Linked DNA regions of Sus scrofa: region 2 is linked to region 1. Evidence: chromatin contacts called from public HiChIP or PLAC-seq data. All regions are on one chromosome and are shown on one strand. Each heading gives the region's core, a stretch centred on a gene start, on an enhancer-like site or on the middle of the called end of the contact. The rest is flanking DNA. Distances are from core to core; before and after follow the strand shown. Region 1 has its middle 66 kb from the start of STIM2. Region 2 overlaps STIM2 (stromal interaction molecule 2).

Evidence for each region. HiChIP or PLAC-seq counts read pairs in DNA pulled down with a chosen protein or histone mark.
Region 2: an H3K27ac HiChIP or PLAC-seq map of skeletal muscle shows a contact between it and region 1, with 5 times the contacts expected there. The contact joins two enhancer-like sites. A contact is called at or near these places in 5 of 47 Hi-C or Micro-C datasets (embryonic fibroblasts, retroperitoneal adipose tissue, skeletal muscle and 1 more) and 1 of 2 datasets of contacts at active chromatin or transcription factors (skeletal muscle).

The regions. Positions count from the first base shown.
Region 1 is chr8:20,386,579-20,393,166 of Sscrofa11.1, forward strand. No RefSeq gene overlaps it. Among named protein-coding and RNA genes, the nearest start is that of STIM2, 66 kb to the right of the region's middle. Within about 2 kb of position 3,068, at least 37 of the 83 cell types and tissues checked have an H3K27ac peak or open chromatin away from gene starts, as enhancers often do. A contact at or near this core is called in skeletal muscle, where this site is marked.
Region 2 is chr8:20,580,316-20,586,903 of Sscrofa11.1, forward strand. It overlaps STIM2 (stromal interaction molecule 2), which reads left to right. Exons shown (of 15, transcript XM_003128897.6): 6 at 3,261-3,376; 7 at 6,301-6,478. Among named protein-coding and RNA genes, the nearest start is that of STIM2, 130 kb to the left of the region's middle. Within about 2 kb of position 4,301, at least 9 of the 83 cell types and tissues checked have an H3K27ac peak or open chromatin away from gene starts, as enhancers often do. A contact at or near this core is called in skeletal muscle, where this site is marked.

The DNA of each region.
Region 1 (6,588 bases), core at 1,818-4,317:
AGATGACTTGCCATGCGTTAGAGAAACACCTTCTACTGGAATGTAGGAGGGGAAAAAAAAAATCTGTTTCGAGGTGGAGGGTCTACTGGAAAATATTTTGCATGGACCAGGGAGAGCAGAACAAATTGCAATGTCTTATACCGAGATAAAAGCGCTTTTTTTAAACAAACAAACAAAAGTTATTTGATGGACACATTAGCCATCAAATAGGGAAAAAACCCTATTTTTTCCCTTTAACGCAGGAGAACTTGTCATCCCCAAGAAATCAAGTGGGTATGCTTTTTGAACTAAGGTGTAAAGATTGGCAATACAGAGTCAAAATAATAGCTCCATGGCAGAGATGACAAGAGGCTGGAGGCGGGGTGAATAAATTGAGAAAGAATGCTCTTCACAGTTGATAATTTAGAGACATGGATGTTCCTCATACTTCCTCTAAGAGGTATGGCTCACCAGCCATTGCAGAAATGTTCCTGGGGCACACCTTCTGGTGGCTGCCATCTCCAGGAAGCTTCCCCAAGCTTCTGTACTGGTGACCAGTAACCCCACGAATACATGGGGAGCAGTTAACACAATGTCTGTTGCACAGTTAGCACTGAAAGATGTTATCTATGCCCATAATGATGGTGATGATGACAGCGATGGTGGTGAGGACCACATGGTTATTGCCCTTAAGAAGGTACATATACATATACATATATACAGTGGAATATTACTCTGCCATGAAAAGGAATGATATAATGGCATTTGCACCAACATGGGTGGACTTAGAAATTATCATGCTAAGTGAATTAGTCAGACACAAACATCATATGCTATCATGCTTTAGATCATATGCTTTAGATTCATGTGGAATCTAAAATAAGGATACAATGAATTTCTTTGCAGAACAGAAATTGATTCACAGATTTTGAAAAACTTATAGTCACCAAAGGAGACAGGTTGGGAGGGGGTAGGAGGGATGATCTGAAGGTTTGGGATGGACATGCAAAATTAGGTTGTGATGATAGTTGTACACCTATATATAAATACAATAAAAGTCACTGAATTTTTTAAAAAGGAAGTTCACAGCCTAGTGGAGGACACTTCAGGTAAACAGGTGATCCTGAAACAGTGTGGTGAGAATAATGTGAGTGTGATGAGGGCGAAAAAGAGAACAAGACCGAGACTGGGGATGAGGGTTTGGGTGGGGACACTGTGCGGTAGGAATGTACATGGACAGCTGTCAGTGACTGATTTCTTGTCCATCTGGCTTGTAAACAGGAACAGAGTTGGGTTCAGACAACTGCTGCTTTATCTATTTCCTTTTCCTTGTGCTACGTAGACCAGGAGCTCCAGGAGTTCTTAAAAATACCACTTCCGGGTGATATTTTGTTTGTTTGTTTTATGACTGCACCCAAGGCATATGGAAGTTCCCTGGCCAGGGACTGAATCCAAGCTGCAGCTTCGACCTTTGCCACAGCTGCGGCAGTGCCAGATCCTTAAGCCACTGTGCCGGCCTAGGGATTGAACTGGGGGCCTGAGCCACTGCAGTCAGATTCTTAACCCACTGTACCACACTGGGAACTCACTTTGGACGAAGACTTTTGGGATATGTAGTCCAGTCATCAGAGCTCTCCCTGTAATATAAAGGGACAGCAGTGTGCACCTGTCAAAAGAATACAAAACTAGGGCTCTCTGGGGCTCCAGGAGAGTCTGGCTCAGGACTCTGGCAAGAGACCTGTTGACCTTTCTTGAATGGTCTTCCCTGGCCCTCATCACCTAAAGACTTGGCCTCCTGGGAACACATCTTTTATCTCCAAAAACTCCCTATAAAAGCAGGGTAAATATTCAATCACTAGCCAGCGGTCAGTAAGGATCCAAAATGCATAAAGTGTGATGTGCTTTATGAGGGGCACCTGATCCTGTCCTGAGTGATTCCAACCTGGTTAGACAGGTAATGTCTACACTAGGAAAGAAGCAGTACCACACTGGGCTACTGTAGGAGGGGTACAGAGACCATGGCAGGACGCTGGAAGTGCAAGAAAGCTGCTCTGCTGCACGCAGGCATTTGGAGAAGGAACACAAGGATGAGTAGACAGTTGAATGGATGGATGGGTGCCCGCACGCACGTACAGATTCTGAACGATAACTCAGTGGTCTGAAAGCCAACTGGGCAAGAGTTACCGGTCTGTCATTTACTGGTGGCATGACCTCAGGAAATTTAATTCACTCCTTCAAACCCAATTTCCTCACCTGATAAAAAAGGCAATAATACTTGCCTTGAAGACAGTTGAGAGTCAGATGTGATGAGGTTTGTAAAGAACCAGGTATATGGTAGGCATTCCATAGAGTGACTCTGCTTATGTGTATTCAGAACGGTGTAGAAGAATTTCCAGGTGGACCTGGACCAAAGGCAGCCCTGAGAAAGGATGAAATTGAGAGGGAGGGAAGGCAGGGAGAGGGCCATCTGTTGGAAGAACAGCGGTGATGAGAACCAGCACCTAGAAAAGCCGGAAGCACATGCAGTGTCGCCAAGGGAGGCTTCCTGGCGTGGTAGTTTCCTGAAGCTGCAAAGGCAAACAGGGGCCTGAGTTTAGAGGACTCAAAATGCTGGCTTCTCCCTGGAGGTCAGCAGGGAATACCCACCATTCAGAGGAAGCAGAAAGGCTCCCTGGCAAGGAGGGGGTGGTGGAAAGAGCCCCCCTCTTCCTTAGCCCGACCTTGACAACATCCGGGCTTCCTTTGAACTTGGAGGCTCTCCCTTTTTACAGTATTTGTAGTTCCTCTTACTTTTACAAGTGGCCCCTGGACTTCCTGTGCCCAGCACAGCTGCAGGACCCGCAGCCAGCCTCTCCTGCATCTCTGGGGGAGCCGCTGCAAGCTGCCCTCTATGGAAAACCCACCCCGGAGGGTGAAGAAGCAAATGATTTTTAAAGATTAGCTCTCACAAAGGGAAAGAAGGGCCCTTAACTGTCCTTTGTCAAATGCATGCTACCTGTGAATCAGAGGAGCTTCTGGTGTGACTCACACTCTCCCAGGGCTCCAAGGGGAAGGCTGCCTGCCAGCAGATCCGGGGCGCGGTGCCAGGCAACCCGAGCCCTGGGCTTGCGAGGCGGACCTCCTGGAGGCTGCCGCTGACGCCCAGGGAGCCTAGGAGCCGCCTGGGAGGCTTCCTTCCATAGGAGGCAGCAGAGTCAAGGGGAGCATCCTGCTTTCAGAAAGCAAGCGCCCTGGAGCTGAAAAGTACCCGGAGTCCACTGATCTTAACGAGCAGTTTAGGGACACCCTTCAGGGAGCCTGTAAGGTCCTGCAGACTTCGGTGGCTCTGTGCATTCTGTGGGAAGAGGACCCCTCGTTTGAGTGAGAGGCTTTGGGTTCTAAGACCCGTACCATCCCCACCCCACCCATGTCTTGATCACAACGGGAGCTCCTCGTTTTGCCCAGAGGGCGTGACTGGGGCCGGTGGCATTTACTCCCCAGGTGGGCAGCTGAAAAGAGAATGGAAGCCAAGTCCCCAGGGCCCTTTCCACAGCCCTGGCCCCCTGAGAGGGCCTGAAATAAGACAAGGCCTGTGATGTTCCGAACAGGGCCCTCTGGATGGACATCACACAGTGACACGCGTGGAGAAGGGTTGCTTTGAAAGTCTCTATGCAGCCGGGCCCCTCTCCTGCTTCTGGTTACCTCCTCCCTCCACAGGCCGCCCACCTGTCACGCTGGCTTCCTCTTAAGAGGACAGTGTGCTCTTGGTGACATTTGCGATGGCAGGATTGCTGAGGCTGACCCCGCGATTATCAAGCACCTGGCGCCGAGGGGGAGGGGAGGAGATCATTGCTGAGTTTCTGGCCCTCTTGGCGGAACATTCAGGGGAAACGGGAATGAGTGTGAACAGAAAAATGGGAGCACTCCCGTGGGCCAGGAGTCTTTTTTTTTTTTTTTTCTTTTTTCTTTTTTTCATGTATTTGAGTGGCCGGTTGTCACTTTGCCCCAGCCTCCGTGGAACATCATCATAGCTGCAGTGATCAAGAGCCTGTACTCTGGGTGCTGACAGGGTGAATTTGAATCCTGGCTCCATCACTTGGTACTGATATAACCCTGGGCAATTTCTTTACCTTCTAGACCTTGGTCTTCCCATGCATAAAATGACATACTAGGGCCCGCCTTTGGCAAAGACAGATACGTGCCCAGTACTCACAGTCAGCCAGACTGTCCTTCCCCGCCCAGCCTTCCTTGCTGGTAGGTCTGCTGTGGGGTTGAATCCTCCAGCAAAGGGAATGTGAGGGGTGCGATGTGCCCTCATTCCAGGCCTGGCCCGTGGAAACTTCCTGGGTGATCCTCCCCATTCTCTCTTATCCCATCTGCTAGCTTAGTGACAGAGCCCCCACATGGAAGGATCCTGGGTCCCTGAGTCACCATGTGGAAGCCTGCCTGCCAAAGACCTGCATGAACAATTACTTGAGGGAAGAACAAACCACTATTGTGTTAAGAAGCTGAGACTCTCTGGTGGGGTTCTACAGCAGTTACCCTCCTAGCCACGGTAAGGTGGTTGTCATAATTAAATGCAGTAACATATGCAAAGTCCGAAATGGCGCCTGGAATACCTGTGCTCCATGCATGATTGCTGTTATGCTGAGAGATGGATGGGTGGATAGATAAGTAGATGTTGAGAGAGAAAAAGAGAGACCGAGAGAATTATCTTTAAGGTTTGCAAAGGTAGATGCCCCAGAGGCTTCTCCCAGTTTTACCGAGATTGGTTTGACACACAGCACTGTATAAGTTTTCGGTATACAGCATAATGATTTGACTTAGCTATATTGCGAAGTGATTACCACGATAAGTTAGCATTCATCCTCTCATATCAATATTAAAAAAAAAGAAAAAAAATTCGATTCCTTTTGAGAAAAGCTTTGAGGATCTACTCTTTTAACAATTTTTGAATATTACTACACAGTGGTTAACGAATCCCACTAGGAACCATGAGGTTGCAAATTCGATCCCTGGCCTTGCTCATTGGGTTAAGGATCCGGCGTTGCTGTGAGCTGCAGTGTGGGTCGCAGACGTGGCTCGGGTCCCACGTTGCTGTGGCTCTGGTGTAGGCCGGCATCTACAGCTCCGATTTGACCCCTAGCCTGGGAACCTCCATATGCCATGGGAAGCTGCCCTAGAAAAGGCAAAAAGACAAAAAAAAAAGTATATATATACACTATACAACAGTGTTAAATATGGCAATCACATTGTTGTACATTAGGACTTATTTATCTCATAACTGGAGGTTTGTATCTTTGACCACCTTCATCTCATCAATTCCCCCTCCTTCTGCTCCCACCCCTGTCTTAATCACAAATCTCATCTTTTTTTCTATGAGTTTAGTTGGTTGTTTGTATGAGTTCATACAGGATTTGTCTTTCTTTATTCCTTAGTTCTCTTAGGCCAAAGTATTATTTCTTAGATTATCTCCAAGATAATATTTTAAAGTATGTTTTTTCTACACAGCTATAGACTTTGCCTTTGGGGACAAAAGATGGCATTGTAGAAAAATACATTGGAGCATTTATTAATACCTTTCTATGTTTCATGAAGAAAAAGAGAAGACTACCACTTTCCTCAAAGAGAGACAGCAGGGAGGATTTTCAGCTAAATATGGTGTCTGTGCAAAAATAATATTTTCACTTTTCCACTGACATAATTATTAAAATCATTTGCTTTTTGAGGAAAGGAAGGAGGAAGGAAGGAATGAAGGAAGGAAGGAAGGTTCCCCAAGTCCTGCTTTATCACCTCTTTCTCTCCTGCTCTAAACCCTGCATGGCTCTTGGCTGCTTCCCACAGAAAACCTCAAATGTTTCTAGAGCAGAGCCTCAGTGGTAGAAGAGAACAAATTCTGTCATCCATTCTTTAATCATTGATTCAATTCATTCTAATAATATTTTTTTAAAAAATTTTATTGGAGTATAGTTGACTTACAATGTTGTATTAGTTTCAGGCGTACAGCAAAGTGAATCAGTTATACATATAAATATATCCATTCTTTTTTCTCATATAGATTATTACAAACTATTGAATAGACTCCTGGTCTATACAGTAGGTTCTTATTAATCACCTATTTTGAACAGTAGCATGTCTATGTTATTCTAACCCTCCCAATTCCTCCCTCCCCTCTAATGAAACCTTTAAGCACCTGCTATGAACCAGGGGATACAACAGTGAAAAAAACAGACACAGGCTCTCTGCCCTGATGGAGCTTACTCTAGAGTGCACAAAGATAGAGAATAAATGAATAAACAAGCTACATCATGGTACATTATATGATGATAAGCACGAGGGAAAAAAATTAATTGGGGATGAGTAATAGCAGATACCAGGTGTGGGTGTAGGAGGATGATATTTTAAATAAGGTGATTAGGGAAGGACTCATTGAAAAGTGATATTTAAGCCAAGAGCTGAGAAGATGAGGGAGCCAGGTATGTGCAGAGCTGAAGGAAAGTGTTTCAGAAGGAAGACATTTGAGCCAAATGCAGGTCTGGAATGTTTGAGGAGCAGCAAGGAATCCAGCAGGACTGGCATGGGATGAGAAAGGAGAAAGCAGACTAGTCAAGTGAAGACTTGAAAACCATC
Region 2 (6,588 bases), core at 3,051-5,550, 190 kb after region 1:
ATTGAAAAAACCAAGTCAAAGAGAAGTTAAATATTTTGCCCAAAGCAGCATTTGAATCGGAAAGATCTGGTACCAAAGTACAGGGTGCCAATTTATCTCTTAGCTGTCTGGAATTATTAGTTACTGCTGTTCTAAATTATATTTTAAAAGTCTCCATTAGTTAACCTAATAATTGTTAAAAATTTAAATGTTAAAATTTTTGGTAATTCCACTGGAACTTGGCCTTAACAAGATTGATAATGTTCATTCTAAGCTAGATTGTTTCTTATATCAAAAAAGACTCTAATCCGTTCTTACTGTATACTGTTTGTACATGTTGTATTTCTAATCAGTTTGTTTACATATGCAACTTATAAGTGGCTTCTGTTACATTGACATCAGTTTTTTTTTTTTTTTTTTTTTGTCTTTTTGCCTTTTCTTGAGTCGCTCCCTCGGCATGTGGAGGTTCCCAGGCTAGGGGTCCATTCGGAGCTGTAGCTGCCCGCCTACGCCAGAGCCACAGCAACTCGGGATCCAAGACGTGTCTGCCACCCACACCACAGCTCACGGCAACGCTGGATCCTTAACCCGCTGAGCAAGGGCAGGGATCGAACCCGCAACCTCATGGTTCCTGGTCGGATTCGTTAACCACTGCACCAGGACGGGAACTCCGACATCAGTATTGTTGAATTTACTCTGCATGTCACTGTAATGATGAAATTATGCAGCTAAGAGTCAGTTCAACAAATGTGTATTGAGTATCTTCCACTAGATGCTGAAGGAAGAAAAAGATGAAATAAAATAAAAGTTCTTGCTTTTAAAAAAGCCAAATTCCTAAGTTAAAACAGGATAGTAGAGCATTGAAATGGGATTAGGGTTTTTCAAGTTGTAGATGTTATCCTGGAACCTATAGAATTTTTCTTCTGTTCTCTTTTGGGAAGTTTCTTTATATAACAACAATATGAAATAAAATTGGCTGCTCGATGTTTTGACGACAAATATTCTAGCCACTGTTTTCTATTAAGTAAAGGTTATCAGAGATAACATCAGATGCTGGTAAAATTGTTGAGATAACGTCACATAATTAATCAAGATCGGTTTTTAAAAATAGTGAATACATTACTACAGAAGAAAAGTTTATAAATGTAGAAGTTCAGCTTTCAGGTCGGCCCACCGAAGCCTTTTTGAAAGGAAGGGAAAGGAAAACTGCAACCCCTTTTGTATGGTAATGGCAATGAGATGAGTCCCTGTAAAGGGACTCTGTCAGGGAACTTAATCAACTGTGTAAGTCACAGAACTTTTTGTAGATAGCTGTAGATAGGAGCTATTTATAATTATATATTAAAAATGTATTACACATTCCAGATGTGCACATGCCTACAATTCATTATTACGTTTCCTTTCTGTGGCATTAAAATATTGTTACATCCGCAGTAGGTAGCTCAAATCATGTAAGTTTTATGTCATGGTTATCTTGAAGCCTTTTACTGTATTTTCTGTATTCTATAGTTCTGGTTACCAGAGCTTATATGAAGGCTCCCTTCACCTGACACCTCATTCCTTTCAGACCTGTGTGAACTCCGGCTTCCACCTCTGGGCTCATGTTGAACTTTGCATGGAATTCCGTTTTATGGTTTCCTTTTTACTACATCTCACTGTCTCTCTTAACTGTAGTCTACTGATAGCATTGCTAGTCACTCATGCCTTCATCCATGCATTCACTCATCTGTTATGCAGTCTACTTTTGCCAAGCACCATGCTGGGTTTGGGGGTAAAGAGATGAGGTATGGTATGGCTTTAAGCAGTTTCATAGTGTCATACTAAAGATGTAACAGAAGTATACCCGAGAGAGAGAGAACGAAGGAAGGCATTTTTCTAAAGAAAAAGTTAGAATTCTTTACTCTCTAAAGTTTTTAATTTTTTTATTTATTTATTAATGTTTTTCCCTCGTCTTTTTTTTTTTTTTTTTTTTTTTTTCTTTTTGCTATTTCTTGGGCTGCTCCCGTGGCATATGGAGGTTCCCAGGCTAGGGGTGGAATCGGAGCTGTAGCTACCAGCCTATGCCAGAGCCACAGCAACGCGGGATCCGAGCCGCGTCTGCAACCTACACCACAGCTCACGGCAACGCCGGATCCTTAACCCCCTGAGCAAGGGCAGGGACCGAACCCGCAACTTCATGGTTCCTAGTCGGATTCGTTAACCACTGCTCCACAATGGGAACTCCCTCTCTAAAGTTTTTAGAGGAGCCTCAGAGGACTTCGTGTAACTTCTTCCTGCTCAGAGGTTCTGAAGTCTTCTTAAATAAAATGTAATGATTCAGAGTAGCCCTTGTAATCATACACGTTTGGGTTTGAATCCCAGCTTTCTTATTCATTATGTAACCTCGACCAAGTTGCTCAGCCTCTCACTACCTTAGTTTCCTCGTCTATAAAATGGCAATTTTAAATATATTAAAAGTTTTTAAAAATTTTTTTAATTAAACTCCGGACCTAGCACCTAGTATGTGCTTGTTTTTATTATTACTTACAATTATTATTATTATACTTTATTACTTTATTTATTATATTATACTTCATTACACATAAAGTGTCATAAGATCCTTATTGGCATCATACTTGGTTGATAAGAAATCTTAGTTGACCCCTGGGCTCCTTGGATTTGAAGTCCAAAACAAAAGTGATTTCATTTCCTATTTCTCCTGTGCCTTTTGGTATCCTGCGTACTTTTTTCATTACTAAAGAAATGGTTCAATACTTCTTATTACATAAGTCTATCCGTTTACTCCCAAAGCAGTGATGACTTTTTCTTTCCATTTATGACTTCAGGGACTTTAATTTTTAAATAATTTAAGTATTAGAATGTAAAGGTATAGGTTTTTAAAAAGACGTTTATAAAGAAAAGTGGTAAGATCTAAATTGAGAATGATTTTTAAAAATCTATTAAGTAAATTATAGTTTTCTTGTTTGCGAAATGATAGAAAATAATGATTATAAAATATTTTGAATTTAATCAATTTCTAAGTCAAAGTAAGTTACAGTATAAAGTAACCTTTAAAAACAAAAATATCAATATAACAACTAAATTATTAGCATACGAGAGCATTTGCACTGCTGAGTTTGCACTGAGAAGGTTTTTCGTATATATTATAATAAAGTGTTATAATCATACATGGATGAACTCTTGAAGTAATCATGTAAAGCATTAAATATGTGGCTGAACTACTTAAATTTACATACTAGAATCATTTTTGTTTAACATATATGTATTTCTTAAATGAACAGGATAGCAGTGCATGAACCTTCGTTTATGATCTCTCAGTTGAAAATCAGCGACCGGAGTCACAGACAGAAACTTCAGCTCAAGGCACTGGATGTGGTTTTGTTTGGACCTCTAACACGTTAGTACTCTCTCTCACAAAATATGATGGAAAAGAATAATCAGATCCTCTGTTTGTTATTTAAGAAAGAAAAAAGAAAGTAGACCACTAAGAGGAATCCTCTGTTAGGTATAGAAGAAATGAAATAATACCCTAAGAACAAAAGATTTGTAGGGTGAGATTTTCTGTCATGGAAATGTGGAGAGTAGAATTTTCAGTGCTGGTTACTGATACAAAAAGTTGTAAAACCTGTATATTTGTTGATAATTTAGAATTAAATTTCTAGTTTTAAAGCTCTTGGCCGCAGTCTTAAGGTTGATGTTATTATAGCTGGACGTTCGTTCGTTCACTGAAGAGTCCCTTTAAAAAGGTGCAGTCTCGCCATCTTGATGACATGAAGTAATAAATCCTAACTTGTCTTCATTGCTTACCAGGAAAAGGACTTTTTAGATGTAGATCAAAAACAGAGGCCCTAAAGGCCCACGTGAAACTGTACGAAGTAACAGACTATCTTGGCAGAAGCACTAGGCAGAGAATGCTATTTGATTGTTCTGAAAAAGAAACGATTTAGAAACTATGTCATTTTTGTAAGGAAAATAAACCTTCTTCTTTAATTTGACAGGAATACTTTCTTCCCAGAAGGAAAGTTTAATACGTTTACTTCATTTAATTTCAAATTACAGAAAGCTTTGGGAGAATGTGTTTGAAGAGTACGCATTTTAGAGGAATTACATTTTATTTTTCAGAAGCTAAAAAGGAATAGCAAAATTAATCGCAAGAAAAATGGCTTTGACAAATTATAACTCCAGAAACTAATATTTATTTTGCCTCAGTTCTTGGAGTTAAGAGACTTACAGATTTTCTATGAGACCGTATGGAGAGTGCCCCTGCTATAAAAGGCTTACTGGAGTGGTTGGATAGATTCCATAACTTTACTGGTGGTTCTTTTTTGGCTCAGGCTAAAAGAGCAGCTGGTGAAACAGCTGGAACTCCCCTTTGTGAGAGTTGGTGGAAATGCACTGTTGGTGGAAATTACAAACCCTAGGAAATGGAACACTATCGAAGTGCCAGGCATTCCACAGAGATGATACCCTTTCTAACCTTTTCCTTGTCCTAAGTTTTCAACTGAATCTGCTGGGGGTTGGTTGTCTTCTGTTGAGATTCGATCTAATTTTTCCATGTGAATGATTGGGGCAAATAGGACTTAAACTATAGAATTTCTCTATATATACAACCTGGTCGGGAATGTTTCTATTTTATTCATCCAAGAACAAACTACCCTCTAAGCCAAGCAGTATTATTTGAAAAGAAACCAAACTAGTCTCAAAGAATGTTGAAAACAAATGTTTTAATAAACAAACCAGTTAAGAAGTTAATGATGCATTACCTTTTTAATGTGTTTGTCTTAGAATTATTATTTGAGGGAATGATCCCTGCAGTTGGAACACCCACGTTAGATTTATTAAAAAAAAAAAACTAGCATTGTCAAGTGAACAGAGATACATTTTAAAGGAGTCTTTACTAAAATCTTGTCCAGTTTGTGGTACTTATTGCCCAGTTTGGGACTTGTCCATCTGTTACTGTTATTTCTGGTGATGATAGTTCAGCCTGAACAAGGCTCCTATTTGAACTAGAGCCTGAGCTGAACCTCTCGGTCTGAGGCAGAATAAAAATAAACCCTTTGGAGGTTTTAGCCTTCTACTAAAGGGTGAAGGGAGAATCTCTTTCCCGTTAGGCGAGGGTCTGCACTCTGGAGACAAGCATAGCTGAGGGTCTCTGGTAGAGAGCACAGTATTTATCACACTGTGTAAATATATATGAGCCCTAAATTGGTAAACATGAGAACTTGCCATTTCTGTAGAGCTCGTCATCTCATTAGACACGCAAAATGTCTTGATGGCGACCTGGACAGTTAGGCAGTTTTTCAATGAAAAACAGTTATCTCTTCATAACAAATACTGCATTATATTGTATTGGTTATCATATCTCTCTCCAGAGAGCCCCCACACTCAGGGATAAACTAGGAAATTATTTGACTGGCACTGTCTTTGTTTTGTATCACTGAAGAAGACAGCAGGCCCTAGCTCCTTGCTCCTGACATTAGAAACCACGCGGGGGGTTGGTCATGCCTGTGCCACAGGGCAGGCAGTCCACGTTTCCCTCTAGTAACCCAGATATCTCTGGCAAGTAGCCACCGAAAACATTACTCATGAAGATCGTTTAACCCGTGGTTTCTCGACCTTGCTACTATTCACATTCTGGGCTGGACAATTCCTGGATAAGTCTTTGTTCCCACCAGAGGTGGGCAGGGAAGAATTGTGCCTTTCTGGATGTTTAGCAACATCCCTGGCCTCTTCCTACCAGAGAAACCAGTAACAAACACCCCCCACTTCCACCTTTCCCGTTGTGGCAAAGTGGAAATTGTCCAGTGTCTGCTGGGGGGAATATCACCTTTGGTTGAGAATCACTGATTAACATCAATTAGTTGCATGCCTGGGGCTAATGCTTTTTGGTGGATGATTAGGATTTCAGTTTGTTGATCAAAGCATGACAGCTGCCTAACTTGTCTAAAGGAAAGGAGTTGGAATAATGGTGATACTCTTTATAGCTTCTTTTACCCGCAGAAGACCTCTCTGTACATGATTGGAGATGCTGTTGCTTTTTCAGAGGTCCCAGGAGTTTTGTCACTGCCTCTTGTACAGAAGGGGCATGGTGCATCCGTGCAGGTTTATCTCTGCTCTCCTGTAGGTCTAGTATATCACATAGTTATAATAAGTACACTGATTATTTGAAAAAAAATTATTAAAAGGCCAGAGCTTGTATAATAGGAGGGATGTTTCCATATTTTGTTTTGGTTTTAGATATCTAATACTTTTTAAAATAAGTGGCTCTGTGTTGAGATTCTATTATACTCAAAGATTAACCATCTGTAATTCTCTTCCTAGGCCCTCCTCATAATTGGATGAAAGATTTTATCCTCACTGTTTCTATAGTAATTGGTGTTGGAGGGTGCTGGTTTGCTTACACACAGAATAAGACATCAAAAGAACATGTTGCAAAAATGATGAAAGACTTAGAGAGTCTACAGACTGCAGAGCAAAGTCTCATGGACTTACAAGAGAGGTGAGTAGGTAGAAAAGACTCTAAACCTTGTTATTTGTGTGGGGAAAATACAGTTGGTGAATCTGTAATATGGGCATGTACCTACACATTTGTATGTAGGTTGGTACATC